Regions from separate parts of the Macaca mulatta genome. Here region 1 is linked to region 2. Evidence: chromatin contacts called from public Hi-C data. All regions are on one chromosome and are shown on one strand. The core of a region is the stretch at or near the end of the contact, and the rest is flanking DNA. Distances in the headings are between cores, read along the strand shown. Region 1 overlaps SKAP2 (src kinase associated phosphoprotein 2). Region 2 holds the start of HOXA3 (homeobox A3).

Region 1 (5,349 bases), core at 159-2,658, 460 kb after region 2:
TTGGGCACCCCTGGTTGCAATTTTTCTAAATCAGCACTAAAAAGTTTGCTTAAGATGTACTTCAGATACAATGCTATGAAAGTATAGAACCTGCTCATCTATGTGAAAATGTTTTCAAAGTCCACAAACAGACAATATTTTAAGTAAAATTTTAGAAAGCAATCCACCTGTAAATTGAAGATTTTAATGAAAATTTAGGAAGAGACACTGTGGCTTAGAGTTAAGGCATATGCCTAAAGTTAAAATCCCAGCTTATGCAATAACTGGATGTGTGAACCTTGACAAGTTATTCAGGCTCCATAAATTCACTTTTCGTATTCATAAAATGGTTATGATAAAAGTACTTATTATTACCTCATAGAATTGTTGGAGGATTTAGTTACATAATGGATATAAATGCATGTAATGTGAACATTTAAGCAATAAATATTCACATTTCCTGAGAAAAATATATAATACATAAATAATGCCTGGACAGGTAGAGATCTAAAACCAAACTTTATTTCAGAGCTTAACTTTTGATTCTGTTTCATGTTTTAAAATACATTATAATTTAGTAAAGCTGTTTTCTGAGGGTGCTTAGTGAGAAAGGTGATCATTTTGTAAGTCAAAGATTTTTTTATATTGTCTTCCTCTTCTCTCTGGAAGAGATGATAAAATCAGTCCTCAGCCTTGATGTGAACATCATATACCTTGAGTTGGTGCTAACAAATTGTCTTCAACCCTTTTTCAAGCAATGTCAGCTAAATGGTGCCATTTGCTTGTAACTCTTCTTTTTGGTTATTTATCCTGAAGATAAGAACATTAGTAAGCCATAAATGCCCATTTTGTAAAAACTTCATAGCTAGACAGATTTGCAATCCTTATTGGGGTAATAATCCATCTGTTACGGAGCTGGATCCATTTTGTAAATTAAATAGGTTAAAAGGGGGAAAAAAGGGCCATGACTTTTCCCACAGTAAGCTTTTTCTCAAATGCTAAAAAGATTTGGGAAGACTCAAACTATTTGCCATTCTTCCTCTCTTTGCTCAACTCAGAGAGAAGGCCGAATATCTATTAAAAAGTGGGGTGGGTGCAGTTTATGGTTTTTTTTAATTCTGCAGGATCTGATTGCTCCTGGAAGTTTCATATTTTTGACAGGTTAAAACCTTTTGATGACTACCAGAACATTTCTACTGTTCTCACTGATCAGTTTAGTAAACGTGTGACTATGTTTGAATTTTCTTCTGCACTTAGCTCATTTTACGGTTATTTTCATCCTGTTAAAAAAAAAAAAAATCTCCTGATGATTCTTCTAACAATGTGTGATTGGAATAATAATTTCACATGTTGAAGAGTTTTGTGCTGCAGCTGAGAGGCATGTAAATACAAGCTGCTTATTTGCAAGAAGCTTCCAGATTTGCAATATGATTGCTATGGAAACCACATAATGAAAACCTTATAACCATCTGTGTGGTTTGATGGATTTTACTGCATAGCTGAGCTGTTTTTGTTTACTGTTATTAAAATGTTGAATGGAATATATTAACTCACAAACACTGACTATTTGAGGTATTAATTAGTGTTGTACAATGACATTGTGCCTCAACACCAAAATAATACATATTTAATAACAAACCTAAATAAAAAAACATGTGAATGTATACATTTCTAATATGAAGGTTATTATTGCGTAGAATTTTGGTCCCTCATTCTTACATATTTTTAAGAGCTTTATTCTATTAATAAATGAATATGTTAAGATTTATTTTTATGATTTTTTCAATCCATTTGTTCACTCTATATTTCTCGAACATCTCCTTTGTGCCAAGTTCTATTCAAGGTTCAGTCTGAGGTTTTTTCCCCTGCCTAAAATTCAAAAACATACACCATATTTGATTTTGTTATCTTTTATATGGAAGCTGTTTGTATTGTTAGCCAAGATAAAATGAGTTGTTTAAATATTGTTAAGAAAAATTGATATATGAAATGCATAAGGCTTTGGTTTAAAAATATCACTACCAGGTTTAAAAAGGAAAAAGGAAGTGTCCTTAATGAGCATCTCATCCTCTAAAATCTGCTTATTAAATGGCATCTCACATGGATTTCAATTTGGATATATTATAGTAAACATTAATTCTTAAGTAAATACTTTTAATATCATTATTCTGATAATTTAAGAATACATATTTCTAAGGACAAAGCTCTCTGTCACCAGTATACAATCCAGAGTACATGTTACTGGCACTTAAATTTTAATAAAAAATTCATAGTAACAAATACTTCTAAATTCATTGTTAACTTTGTCAAAGAGCAGAGTTTTTTCATTAAGTATTGTAATGAATTTTTATATGTTGATGCTGATTTGGGTGGTGAAATCTAAATCCCACTGTCTCTTTTTTTTTTTTTTTTGAGATGGAGCTTCGCTCTTGTGGCACAGGCTGGAGTGCAGTGGCGCGATCTCGGCTCATTGCAACCTTCGCCTCCCGGGTTCAAGCAATTCTCTTGCCTCAGCCTCCTGAGTAGCTGGGATTACAAGTGCCTGCCACCATGCCAGGCTAATTTTTGTGTTTTTAGTAGAGACGTGGTTTCGCCATGTTGGCCAGGCTTGTCTCAATCTCCTGACCTCAGGTGATCCACCCACCTGGGCCTCCGAAGTGCTGGGATTACAGGCATGAGTGACGGTGCCCGGCCCCCACGGTCTCCTTAAAAGTCACGAATAGTACCTATTGTATTGATGCAGTTATAGCTTTTGACTGAGGACAAATGTCTTTATCCATTTTTTAATTTACTTCTTACTATTGAATTTGTGACTGAATTAAAAGGGGAGTGGGTGCTATGGAAAGAAAGTGTGAAAAGTAAGGAAAGCTTTCTCCTTCACCTTTTACAAAATTATCTGTCAGTAAAATGAGTAGGTTGGAATAATGACTGTAAACGTCCCTTCTACCTTTAAAACCTTATATGGAAACACCCTATTAACCCATTTAGTAAAACTAGCCTTTGAAGTTTGGCATAAGTGAGATGACTATTGTTAAAAAGAAAGGAGATAGGATACTTTTTTAAAAAGTAGTATACTTTTATTAGGTCTTCTCTTTATTTGACTGAACCATATTAAATTGTCAGTGTTAGGTTTAACAATATGAATAAAATGCCAGATATTTTCAGGCGTCCCTTATATTGGAGCTGTCACTATTTTATTTGAATTGAGTTACAGAAATTCAGAACAGTTCTGTTTGTGGTGTAAGTACAGCTACCCTCAAGCTTGATTGAAATGCTGATTTTGATTCATCCCCATTTAAAATTTTCAGGAGACTCCTAAATTTCTACCTATAGTCCTGACTACTCTACCATACTTTGCAGTTGCCCAGACATGTTCTCTGGGTTACCCCACCAATACATTAAATTCCTCAACTCCTTGTGTTCCCCAGTAAGATAGATTATCTTGGCTGTCCTCCTTTTAGTAATAATGTGCCCATTTCTCAGTTAACTAAGCTCAAAACCTTAGCCATCCTTGGTTGCTCTTTTTTTTCCCTTCATGCCTCCACATTCAGGCACAAAACTTATCCATTCTAGTTCTTTTACCTCTCATAACCATCTCCTTTCCATTTCCTTTGCCCCTTCAGTTCAGGACTTCCTTCCCCTTTGTCCACGGTGGTCTCTCTCCTTACCCCTTCTTTAGGCTATCTGAGACAATGGGATCAGATGTCCATTTCTGAAGCATAGCTTCAGTCCTGCCCTTTCTCTGCTCAAAAAACCTTCTAAGGCTCTTATTGCCCACCAAATAAAAGCCTACAGTCCATAACAAGATGTTCATGGCCCCTCAACAGCTGGTCCAAACTATGAGCGTAACTCCTACCTGGCTCTTCCCCTATGTGTACCAGATTCTTTAGTCAAAATGAATGTGAATGTGCCTTTTTCTTTTAAAGATCATACCTATCCCTCTGGAAATACCCTTCTTACCCTCTCTCCTTATTTAAACTCTCTCCATCCCTTCCGTGGTACTCCCTAGTTGGGTGGTTTTCCTGCTGCATTTCTTCAGTACTTTGTGCCTCACTTGTCAGATTTAGGCCCCTTCAGCCTGTTTTCCTTTAGAGCTTGTCTTCTGTCCCATCTGTGCTGTCAGCTTCCTGTGAGCAGAGGCTTCCTGTTACTTTTACCTCCTTGGTGGATCCCCTCTGTCTTACACTTAGTTAATATCCAATGAAGATTGATTGATTGATCGATTGATTGATTGAATAGTTACAATGGCTACATTTATATATTTTGCATAGTTTTCTTTAAAGTTTTAGGAGTTTTCTTGGAACTGATTCTCTTTGAATCCAGTTTTTCTTTGGCATGCCATTTGTTTTTATGTCCTGCCTTAAGTATTTCTAGGTTTGTATGTAAATCCTTAGGTGAGGAAAAATTATGTAATAAATATTTTTCTTGGTGTAAAATAATTAGTTTATTAAGTCTATTTAAAACTCTTCTCGTTTAATTTTATCTTATTTCTTTGCATAATTTGGGGAAGGAATGGTATAGGTGAATGTGGAACAAATGTAAATAAAGCACTGATTATATGTAGGATAAAGAACATTGACTTTATAATCACAAACTTAAGTTTGAATGACACACTTTGGAAGTTACTTCACCTTTTTGAGTCTCTAAAAATATACTTGTCTGTAGAATGAGGATTAAAAATTATTTGTCTATGAGATTTTAACATCCACCATTGTATATGACACATAATAGGTCCTTGGTATAATTTTGGGGGAATTACCTCGAAGGATGAGGATCCTTATAGTATCTTCCTGTGAAGAGTAAGTGAGAAAACATGAAATTATATGATACTCAATAAATGATTTATAGGTTAACTGCATTTTTAGGTTTACACATTTATAGGTTAACACATTTTCTCCTTGCTATATGATGTTTTAGGGACCATGATTTTATATATGATACTTCTGCCACACAGTATAATGTGGTGTATCAGTATAATGCTGAGTGTTACTTTGGTGGATTTAAGGGCTTTCCTGAAATTAAGATTGTTCCAGATGAGTTTCTAAAAGTATTTAAAACAAAATATGCAGTGCATTAGTACGTATCTTAAATTTTGCCAAGCCAGTTGGAAAGGTTGCTATTTGGCAGTAGCTAGTATTTTATTTATTCAGTGTTAGATTGTTGAAAAAGGAATGTGAATCTTGAATTGTTTTATTCTTTGAAAAATAATGTTTATGTGTTATAAACTTTTAGTTTGGCTTTTCAAATGGAGTGAGTACTGTATTGTTATCCCTGAGAAAACCCTTCAGTGTGCCATTGATAATGTTTATTTACAGAAGAAGAAGAGGACAGTGCTCCAGTGAAAGTGGAAGAACAAAGGAAGATGAGTCA
Region 2 (5,374 bases), core at 2,472-4,971:
CCAGCCCTCCCTTGGCGAAGTGCGTTCCTTCCCGCACTCCCCGAAATCGCTCCCCGCTCGGGCTGTTGGACTGGGCAGGTTCTACTTTAAACACCAGCTCTGTCAGCCCCTCCAGCCGCTTGAGTCTAGACAGACGGCGGCGGCAGCGGGGGCCTTGGTCTTTTCTCTTTGCATCTTGCTCTGTGTCACCCCAGGAACAATTTATTGGTCTAAAGCGGTCTAATTCTGCCTCTTTGATCTCCTAGCCTTCTTGTTTGTTTCATCTTTCTTTAACTTTCTTGGGTTTTTATTTCCTTCCAGAAGGCGATGCCACAGGGATTATTTAGGTTTTTTCTTTTTGTCTTACTCTCTCTATTCTCCATCAGAGACACGGTATCATCTGATCCGCCATAAAGGCATCTCCGGATATTGTCCCCCACCCCACACCCCTACCCCTGGATTTCCGTGGCACAGGAGGAGACAGCCCAGGGCCCACCTGCCCCACCAGCCCCCACCTTCACTCCCAAGCCCGGGTGGTTCACTGCGCAGGGACTGGGGCTCCATGGCGTCCCAATCTGAACCCTCCCTCCACCTTTTGTATTCCTGGGACCCCCTGAGAGGGTGCGGTAAACGGGGGCGGCCTGGACCCTCTGAAAGTGATGGGAAGTGCTTTGTACACAAGGAACTCAACTCTATAATTTACAGGAGAATTTCCGGGGCAATTCCATTGTGAGGTCGGGTTTATGGTGTGTAATCGAGCTGAGCAGTAAAAGGTGGCTGGGTTTCCAGAGCAGCCGGGCAGTTTATGAGGCGTTTAGGGGAAGGGTTCTCCCCACTATCCTCCTCTGAGCGGTGGGCGGCAGGGGCTTCAGCTGGTCCAACGTGGTGCAGGGGTCGGAGGCCTGGGAAGGCAGGAATTGGGGACCTGGATGGGAGGGAGTGAGACCACCGTGCGCTCAGCTCCGTGTGAGCTGGTACTTGGATAGGCGAAGCCTCCACAGCTGGGTGGCATTTAGGGGGTCGTCCCCCTATTTGTTTTTGGTGTCTTCAAAAGAAATGGAAGTCCACAGGGGGTTGCAGTCCCTAGACGCCAGAGCCCACTCTCCAAATCGGCTCTAAAGCATGTATTGTTCCCAGGCACCCCGGCCTAGGAGGTGGAGGCCTAAGAGTGGCTGAGGTGAAGGCTACCAGAAACCTTCCACTGTTGGGAGTGCCTGGAAGGGTGCAGGCCTGAGATTTCTCCAAGCTGGGGGAAACAGCCCTGGCTACCCATGCGCCAGAGGGGAACCAGAAGTTGTGACAAGGACAAAAGAATCTTTAGCCATTTATCGGACTGCTGGAGCCAGCCAGGTGCCCAGGAGCGAAGGCACAGAGCCTGCAGCACTACAGCGTCCGGGAGGAGGGAGAGGAACCCCACGTTAATAAATCTGTTGGCAAATGAGTCTCATTAATAGATAAATATTTCACTGTTTCCTTTAGGGCGGATAAACAGTGTGCCTCCGATTAAGGAAAGGAAGCTGAGAGACGTTGACTTTATTCGAACCACATGGTTCCAGTTTGCGGTGGCATTCTCGCTGCAGCTGCAAGCGACGCTGCGCTTTCCCCGTCTGGATCCGAGTCTAAGTCCGGCGTGTCGCCCACTGGACCTGGATGAGAGAAGACTTGGGCAGAGTCGATCTGCTCATAGCTGAGTCCTGCCCACAAGGCCACCGAGGGGCAGTCTGTTGCGGGGAACAGAGATCCTTCCAGGGGCTGGGCAAGCGGACAGGAGAGGGATGGGGAGGATCCCAAGCTGGGTCCAGGGCTCACTAGCAGGAATGGGGGGGTTGCGCGAGGCGGGGCCGCCCGGCGTCTGCAGACCCCAGTGCCGAGGTTGGCGGCCAGCTGGGCGCTCCCGCGGAGCCTCCGGGTCTTTTTCCGCCCGACGCGCCAGGCCCACCGGGCGCGGGCGGATTCGTTGGCCGCATATTTGAGCCTCTTCCCCTTCCATTCTAGGCGGCCGCGGGCCCAGCGGAGCGAGACCACCTGTGAGGGCTGCTGAGATTGGCGGAGGCGGTCATGTGGGCGGTCACGTGCTGCGTCGAGCTCCGTCCAAAAGAAAATGGGGTTTGGTGTAAATCTGGGGGTGTAATGTTATCATATATCACGCTACCTCGTAAAACCGACACTGAAAGCTGCCGGACAACAAATCACAGGTCAAAATTATGAGTTCTTCGTATTATGTGAACGCGCTTTTTAGCAAATATACGGCGGGGGCTTCTCTGTTCCAAAATGCCGAGCCGACTTCTTGCTCCTTTGCGCCCAACTCACAGAGAAGCGGCTACGGGGCGGGCGCCGGCGCCTTCGCCTCGACCGTTCCGGGCTTATACAATGTCAACAGCCCCCTTTATCAGAGCCCCTTTGCATCCGGCTACGGTCTGGGCGCCGACGCCTACAGCAACCTGCCCTGCGCCTCCTACGACCAAAACATCCCCGGGCTCTGCAGTGACCTCGCCAAAGGCGCCTGCGACAAGGCGGACGAGGGCGTGCTGCACGGCCCAGCCGAAGCCAATTTCCGCATCTACCCCTGGATGCGGTCTTCAGGTAGGCGCAGTCGCTAGGCTGGCCGGGCTGGTGGAGCGGGACCGGGAGCGGGGAGCGCGGCGCTGGTGAGCGCGGAGCCGGGGGCCGGAAGAGCGGAGCCAGGCTGTTGCGAGCCGGCAGCCCCGTGACTCCCGGCGCAGCCTTTCTGGTTTTAATTAGAGCGGAGGCGCCATTGCGTGGAGCCCATAGCATTGTATGTAAATGAGGCTCATAAAACTTTTTATGGCCCAATTAATGGGTTCGATCCTCGTAAATTTATTTAACTCCATTTGCCTTGGAATTTTAACATTAAGTTTGTTCGCTATTCTCTCTTTCTCCCTCTTCTGTCACCCTCCCTCCCTTTCTTCTCTTCCTCCTCCTTTTCCTTGCTGCCTGGCTTTTCTTCCTCAAAAGCTGGGAGAGCCAAGCCCTCCAAGGCCTCTCACCCGACCCTGTGCCAGGGGCCATTTCAAGATGGGGGCGAGGGAATGAGGCCAGAGGGTCGGGGTACCCTAGGAAGGTCCTGGGGATTGAGGTCTCAGGCTGCTGGGAAGGGTCGCCCACTTGCCTAGCAAGGTGGGGGAATGGCCGGGCTCATCTTTGAATGGCAAAAGTGCAGCTTTTCCCACTTGCCCACACTCTATATTTACAGTTTTCCTTTGTCAGGGGAAGCAGGACATTGTGGAAGCTTAGCCGGCTGGAAAAGGCGGTTGTAAAGTTGGGATTCTGTGCCTTTGCTAATTACAGAGCTGCCTGCGAGTCTGGCACTGCAGTTGGGGTCTTTCCCTAACACCCCTCCTCCTCCCCTAGCTCAGTTTGGGGCCTGGGGCAGAGGGGGATGCTCGCCTGGGACTAGGCCAGGAGGAAGGTGTGGGCTCTGGGACAGCAGCCTAACGAGTGCCCTGTCTACTTGTCTGTCCGTGTGTTCCTGTGTCTGCATGTCTGTTCTCAGGACCTGACAGGAAGCGGGGCCGCCAGACCTACACGCGCTACCAGACACTGGAGCTGGAGAAGGAGTTCCACTTCAACCGCTACCTGACGCGGCGCCGCCGCATTGAAATCGCCCACGCGCTCTGCCTCACCGAGCGCCAGATCAAGATCTGGTTCCAGAATCGCCGCATGAAGTGGAAGAAAGAGCATAAGGACGAAGGTCCGGCTGCCGCAGCAGCTCCCGAGGGCGCCGTGCCCTCTGCCGCCGCCACCGCTGCCGCGGACAAGGCTGACGAGGAGGACGATGATGAAGAAGAGGAAGACGAGGAGGAATGAGGGGCCGAGCCGGGGCCCTCGCTGCACCGGACAGTCGGAAAAGCGTCTTTAAGAGACTCACTGGTTTTATTTACAAAAATGGGGAAAATAAAAGAAAATGTAAAAAAAAAAAAAAAAACAAAGAAAAAAAAAAAAAAAAAAAACAACGAACAAACAAAACAGTCCCCAACCTGCACTCTACCCGGCCCCCATCACCTACTCCAGCTCCCAACTTTTGTGGACTGAGCGGCCGCAGCGACTGGGTCGCCTTGGATTCCCTCTGCCTCCGAGGACCCCAAAAGACACCCCAACCCCAGGTCAGCCGGCCCTGCGCTGGCGCGGCCAAAATACTACCTAGCACAGGCCTCTGCTCGAGGCACCCCCAAACTACCTATGTATCCAGCCCAGAGGGCCTCCATTCCCAGGAAGCCCCTATGTATCCCAGCACTGGCAGACACCCAGCACCACCCTCCCAGATCCGCAAGAACGTGAATCTCACTACTACCTACTCCCCTAAAACTACCTATTTTGTGCTGGCTGGCTTGCCTGCTACCTAGTGCCGACTGCTCCCAGACAAGGCCCCTGCTGCTTACAGCCCGCAGGTTTTGGGGTCCCTGAGGCTGCCCTGAGAATGTGCTGAGGTCCAGGATCAGGGTATTGGCATCTATTTAAATTGAAAAATAATATATTTATTCCAAAAAGCATTCTAAGTGCTGTACCCTAGAATCAATCCCTCCTTCTCTGGCTTGGCACCCAAAGTTCAGGCCCATCAACCCCCACTTCTGGAGGGGAATGTTCCTGAGCTGGCTGCAGATCTCTGGGTTACCTTCTGCTTAGTAGGACTGTGGAGATGCTCCCAGCTTCGCTGTCCTTTCCTCTGGCTCCTGTATCTTACTGTTCAGCTGTGTTAAATATGTACACCCTGACGTTTCCTATAATAGCAGATACTGTATATTTGAACAAGATTTTTTTGTTTGATCGTTTCTATAGTCTTGGAGTTCATTTGTAAGGCAGTGTCTTGACTTGGAAAGGATGTGTTAATGGGGTGACTTTGTAGCATGGTATGTTGTCTTGAGCTAACTGTAGTGGGTGGGGAGGTCCAATGCCCTCCACAATGCCCTTCATCTCCTGTGTTGTCCTGTATCCCCCTCAGCTCCATCCTGGGGTTCAGGGAAGGCACACTTCCCAGCCCAGCTGTGTTTTATGTAACTGAAAAATAAAGATGCTTGGTGACAAAGAAAAACGTGGACTACCTTATCCAGAGGAGACTGGGAAAGGGGAAGTGAGCATGGCTGGAGGGAAAGGGGCAGTGGGGAAGCAAAAGTGGGGTGGCTGTCCTTGTGATGGTCCAAGTGTTGGATGCTCATGTATTGGTGTCATGTATTTTTTAATGTATTTTTATGTGTGTATTTGTATGAGTATGTGCTTATTTTTCTGTTTATGTATTTCTGTGTGTGTGTTTTTACCTAATTTCACAATTGTGTATATTTTGGTGTCCATAATTGGGTGCATGTGTTTCTGTGTGTCCATAATTGCATGTCATTCTGTGCCCACAATAGAGTGTATGCCCTTCCCTGTGTGCATAATT

Evidence for each region. A called contact is a pair of places that touch in the nucleus more often than the background predicts.
Region 1: a Hi-C map of fetal cortex germinal zone shows a contact between it and region 2, with 5 times the contacts expected there. The contact joins the enhancer-like site here to the promoter of HOXA3 in region 2. A contact is called at or near these places in 6 of 14 Hi-C or Micro-C datasets (CD4 T cells, cortical neurons, fetal cortex germinal zone and 3 more).

What each region holds. Positions count from the first base shown.
Region 1 is chr3:101,649,838-101,655,186 of T2T-MMU8v2.0, forward strand. SKAP2 (src kinase associated phosphoprotein 2) reads left to right here. Exons shown (of 13, transcript NM_001257598.1): 10 at 5,295-5,349. Among named protein-coding and RNA genes, the nearest start is that of SKAP2, 180 kb to the left of the region's middle. Within about 2 kb of position 1,409, at least 3 of the 40 cell types and tissues checked have an H3K27ac peak or open chromatin away from gene starts, as enhancers often do. A contact at or near this core is called in fetal cortex germinal zone and fetal cortical plate, where this site is marked.
Region 2 is chr3:101,190,588-101,195,961 of T2T-MMU8v2.0, forward strand. It overlaps HOXA3 (homeobox A3), which reads left to right and starts at 3,722. Exons shown (of 7, transcript XM_077998008.1): 1 at 3,722-5,374. HOXA7 (homeobox A7) reads left to right here. Exons shown (of 2, transcript XM_015133835.3): 1 at 1-2,562; 2 at 3,494-5,029. The coding sequence starts at 2,184. The coding sequence ends at 3,807.